Regions from separate parts of the Gossypium arboreum genome. Here region 2 is linked to region 1. Evidence: chromatin contacts called from public Hi-C data. All regions are on one chromosome and are shown on one strand. Each heading gives the region's core, a stretch centred on a gene start, on an enhancer-like site or on the middle of the called end of the contact. The rest is flanking DNA. Distances are from core to core; before and after follow the strand shown.

Region 1 (2,700 bases), core at 157-2,656:
CTTCCGGGATAGTAGTCAAAAACAGCAAAGGTTTCGTCCTCCTGTCATGCACAGAGATTCACCATAGAGTTCTCTCCACCTTCGCAGCCGAAGCACTCACTTGTAGAAAAGCGATCCAAATAGCACTCGACATGCAAGAGAAGGAAATCATTATCGAAGGCGACTCTTTATCGGTAATAAAGAAATGCAAGGCGAAAGGGGAGGATAAATCGCAAATAGGGGTTTATATTCATGATATTCATCAGCTATAGTCCAGATCTAGCAAAATAAGGTTTGAATATACCCCAAGATCAGCGAACAGTCTAGTACACATACTTGCAACAGAATCATTAAGAAGAAAAGAAGAAATGTACCTGGTTGAAAGTGTTCCCACGTATGCCGAAAATCAGAGGAAAATCGACTGCGAAAGAGAACCGGACTAAAGAAAGGGGGAGAAGAAAGAAAGGGGGAAGTCTAAATTGGCAGATCAAAAGCATCGGTGGTTTAGAGCTTGCCTTGGAAAATGGTATTGCCATTAAGTCTGAATTAAAAGAAAAGATGGAAATGACAGGCGTCAGATTATTTGATTGGGCAAATAAGACGGTAACATTTAATTGATGATCTAGAGCTTTCTTTATTATTTTTATAAGCTAGTTTTTTTGTCGTTTTCAGTCAAGGTTTTATTGGGCCAGGGGTTATGTCCGGCCTTAATTTCAAGTGGACTTTTGTTTGTTTTATTTATATAAGCCCAACCTGAGTTAATGTTTATATTTTGATAAAATTTAAGATTTAGTCTCTATCAGTGGCGTAATATGGGGCTAACAGGAGCCCCAACTCCTTCAAATGAAAATTTTTTATTTAGGTTATTTAAATTTTAAAAAATTTAAATTAGTAATGTAAAATTACACTTTTCCCTTTAAAAATGATAACAAAATTTATTTAGTCCTTTAAAAATTATAAAGATATAATCTATTCAAATGATGACATTGCATTTTATTATGTAAAAATTAAAATTTAATTTGGTCCCTAAAAAATTTCTACCTTCGCCCTAGTCTCTATACTTGAAAAGTTAAAATGATATTTTTATTCAAAATTCTAGTTCAATTATTAATATGGTAATTATTTTATTTTTCTATCAAAATTTATCAATTTAACATGTTAATTAAATTATCCTCATGTGATGTGATATATGATTGAAAGAAAGAAATATACTAAGTTGACAAATTTTGACAAATATGACTTATGACAATAATATTTGGACTAAGATTTTTAAATTAAAAATAGAAAAATTAAATTTTAACTTTTAAAATATAATAATTAAATATCAAATTTTAACAGCATATTTTAACATTTATTAACAATATTTAATCTGTCAAATAGCAATATGGGTTAGATAAAATTGACCCGAACCTAATGCTCATCATCACTGGAAAGAAAGGATAGATCCAACGGTTATAAACAACCTGTAAAAGTACCATATAATAAAACCCTAACTTCTCAAAACCCTCTTCACATTTCTTCTTCGGCCGCTCAATCTCTCCTTTTAGCTCAGAACGCTCTTCACGCTGTGTAGAAATGGTGAGTTTTTTTCAATCTCTAACGCCGCCCTTTTCACTCTATTCACTCTTTGATTTTTCTTTTTTTTTTTGTGTGTAGCCGTTCAAAAGGTACGTTGAGATCGGGAGAGTCGCTCTCGTTAACTACGGCAAAGACTACGGCAAGCTCGTCGTCATCGTCGATGTTGTTGACCAGAACAGAGTATGTAATTTTATTTAGTTTTTATGTATTTATTTCATCTATGGTAATGAAAAGGAAATTTAGTTTTTAAGTAGGATTAGTTGTTTCCTTCCTGGTGAGATTGATTTGGAAAATAGGTTCTATGTTTGAAAGGTTAGGACCAAGTTTGTAGTCGAGCTAAATCCGAGTTCAAATTGTAAGAATCTCAAGCTTAACTCGGAATTTGAGGTTTTAAGCTCGAGTCGAGTTTGATCTAGCTTTAATTTTAGATGTTGAGCTTGATTCATGATAACCATTCAATTGTTTGACTTCAATCTCAATTATTCCAACTTTCGAAACAAATTAAAATGAAGAAGTTAACGAGTACTAGTATATGTCATTTACGCCCTTAGTTAGGACTATATCTGACTCCATACGTGTTGAATATGTGCCAACATTATGATATAAATTAAAATGAAAAAGTTTAATTTGTTGACCTGTTTCTGTTTTGCCTTGGTTGTTACTTGTGATACTATTGTATATGCATACCATGGGATGATATTGAGATAGTAAATGTGTTAAATGTGCAAGTTTAGTCGTGAACGTAGTTGAAGAGGACTAATATGGATATGTTAAGTTGTGTAAAACTTGAATGGAGCTTTTTTTCGTGTCTCGTCATCTCAGGCTCTAGTTGATGCCCCAGATATGGTGAGGGGTCAAATGAACTTTAAGAGGCTTCAATTGACTGATTTCAAAATTGACATTCCTCGTGTTCCAAAGAAGAAGACACTGATTGAAGCAATGGAAAAAGCTGGTAAGAAAATATATTCTTGTCTGCCAGTATTGTTTCACTTTCCGTTTTTGTTGAAACACTTGTGTCTAACGTTTGTATCCTATGCATATTTGGACATGAGTTGGTAATATGATTTGCCCAAAAGTTTTAAAATACATAGAAAGCTTGGAAAAATTTGAACAGACTCGTGTTGGAAACGTATCGGTTTTTGA
Region 2 (2,879 bases), core at 373-2,872, 320 kb after region 1:
ATGGAATATATGAAAAACGTTTACAAAATTCCCAAATTCAATCAAAATATATGTAGATCAATGGTTTAAAAAAAAAAAACAGTAACTGAGCCAGTGGTGGCTGGTTTTCTCTCTGATTGTCGCGTCGCCATTGCCATCGAAATGTTGTTGGAAATGGGTTTCTTGCATTTGTAAATGGAGAGTTGTGAAGTTGAAGGGACGACTGAGAGGCATTTATCTTTCTGTTCAATAATTAACAATAAGAAAATCAAACTGTTTTTAAGTATCTTTGTCCGTCACAATAAAAGGAACAGAGAGCTGAAAAATACTGACCTTGTTAATGATCAAAGAAGAAGTGGGGTGTGCAAAACCAACTGAAGAGGCCATGATGAGTTGCTTCAAAAGAATGGTAAAGAAGATGGCTTTTTATTATCTTCTTTCAGACATTTCGTCAAACACGGCTTTGACAGAGTTAAAATCACTTGAATCACCATTGATGCTGACAAGTTTTTCTTTTTCATCGTACACATGTTTTAACGTACAGTGAACACAAATATCGATTTTGAAAAACTTGAGCAACACGACAACAAAAATCAACCGTGAGAGATATTCTCAGCCGCCACCATTGCAATGATTGGGTAAAAACACTTTTTTTAATCCCACTCCATTTTTATATTAATTAAATTAGTCCCTCTCAAATTTTTTATTAATATAATAAGAAATTTAATCCTAAAACATTACCTATTTCATCAGTAATGATTAATGGTTGTTAATTACACACTTGTTTACTTGAAACAAAATCAAGAAAATTTTAAAAATTTTGCCACAATTCAATATGGTATCTGTAAGACCTAATTTTGACCCGGGCTACACATACAAAAAACTAAAATTAAAACAAATCATCAAATAAGTCCATTTACAAATAAACCCAAAATAAAACTGGCCCGATTTCAGTAAACAAGCCCAATAAAATAGACCCCTAACCCAAAATCAAAGCAGGCCCGGTAGCTAATCTTCTTAACAGTTTCCAGGAAACCCTAGGGGAAGGGTCCTTTGCGCCACTGCTGCCATCGTGACAGCTTCCACGCACGCAAACCAGCACCTCCACGCACGACCCCCGTGTGCTCCGCTCCACGTTCACACCCACGCCCGACGTTGCCCTTCTCCACCTACAATTTGAACAAAAAAACAGCAAGAAACCATTTTTATTTGGCTATAAAGCCTTCAAATTTTGTTGGTAATGGGTTTTTTTTTTCTTGGTTTTTTGAGGGAAATTATACACGAAATACATACAAAATCAATAGAAAGCAATCAAAATATACTTCAAAGGTGATTTAAGGTCTCGTTTTTCTTTCGATTTTATTTCTATTTTTCTTTGATTTTTTTATCTACTATGTGTAAACAATATAAGAGAGGGAGACTCACCGTCGTACTTGCGCTATGGGGAGGGCTTCATTTGTCGTCAGATTTTGGGCTGTTAAGGCAGGGAAGAAGGTGAAGGAGTTGAGAGATACTCCAAGGCATTAAGGGTTTTCTTTTAAAAAAAGAACAAAAGTTTTCTTTAAAAGCAAAAAAAAAAAGTTTTTAAGCAAGTTTAGTTTCAAGTGAAAAATGAAACAGGGGGAAAGGGGAAGAGCTTGACCTTGTGTTTTGGCTATAAATGGGGGATTTCGCAATTAGTCCCCCACTTTCGCACCAGCTTTCGATTGGCCCTATTTGCATTTTATTTGTATTTGTTTAAATTTTCCTTGAAATTTCTGTACTGTTGCAATTTAGCTTGCACCTAGGCGCAGCGTTTTTGAGGGCTTGGGGATAATTTCCAGTTAGTCCCTCTCTTTCTCACGCTCTTCAACTTGGATCCTCTTGTTAATGTGATGTTTAGTTTTTAGATCTCAGATTTTATTTTAATCTCAAATTTGTCCCCGTTTTGATTTCTTTGTTTATTACTTTTCTGTTTTATTATTATTTATTTTAAATCTTTCTATATACTATTCATTTCAACTATTTTTCTGTTTAATTTCCTTTATGTATGTATTATTTATATTAAGCTGTTTGTATTTTATATATATTATTTATTCATATATATATATATATATATATATATATATATATATATTGTTTGGTATATCATCTATATTGTTTTGTTATTTTTTTACACTTATATATATGTAAATATTTCTTATATCATCATTTTTAAGTGTTGTACATTATGTTTTTGTATATATTATTGATTTTATATTATTTTGTGTATATATATTTCTTCTAAGGACCCTATTTTAAATGGTATATTTTATTTATTTTAAATACTTTCATATACAAATACCTTTGTTTTTTTATATATATAAAATGTTCATTTCATGTATATTATTTATTTAAATTGACAAATACTATAAATTGACAAATACTATGTTATATATTACTTACCTTTTTATATACATTATTTATTTTGAAATTTCATTTATATATTATTATTTCATATATTATTTTTATTTTGATTTATTTGAATTTTCATGTATGTTACCTTAAGATTTTTATATATATTTGTTTGTTGGCATATTGATGATTCAATTGCATTTCTTCTAAATCATCTATTGTATTTGTTTTAAAACTTGCCATATGTTGTCCGTGTTAATTTGCTTAGAATTTCTTTAAATTTATTTTTAATTCATTAGCCTTCAAATGTATATTAGCTTTTTTATAATATATGGTATGTCGCCATTGCATGTGCCCTAATTCGTTCCTTTGTGTTTTTTCATTATTTATTCATGTCATATTATTGTTTTTACCCTTAAACAAGCCAAAACAAGTGTATTTCGATTCAGTTTTTATAATTGTTTAGTGGAAAAATTTCCAAAACAAAGGCGATGTTAGATGTTTTGGAAATTCGGGAAATCGTGCCC

Evidence for each region. A called contact is a pair of places that touch in the nucleus more often than the background predicts.
Region 2: a Hi-C map of leaf shows a contact between it and region 1, with 3 times the contacts expected there. The contact joins the promoter of LOC108457514 here to the promoter of LOC108454521 in region 1. A contact is called at or near these places in 2 of 5 Hi-C or Micro-C datasets (both in leaf).

The regions. Positions count from the first base shown.
Region 1 is chr9:58,943,179-58,945,878 of ASM2569848v2, forward strand. LOC108454521 (60S ribosomal protein L14-2-like) reads left to right here and starts at 1,407. Exons shown (of 5, transcript XM_017753007.2): 1 at 1,407-1,557; 2 at 1,636-1,737; 3 at 2,380-2,509. The coding sequence starts at 1,555. The region is part of intron 1 of LOC108454396 (peroxygenase-like); the gene reads left to right. It overlaps LOC108456845 (a long non-coding RNA gene), which reads right to left and starts at 592. Exons shown (of 8, transcript XR_008270959.1): 1 at 354-592; 2 at 1-258.
Region 2 is chr9:59,267,010-59,269,888 of ASM2569848v2, forward strand. LOC108457514 (3-isopropylmalate dehydratase large subunit, chloroplastic) reads right to left here and starts at 1,623. Exons shown (of 16, transcript XM_017756630.2): 1 at 1,405-1,623; 2 at 313-1,148; 3 at 87-221. The coding sequence starts at 366.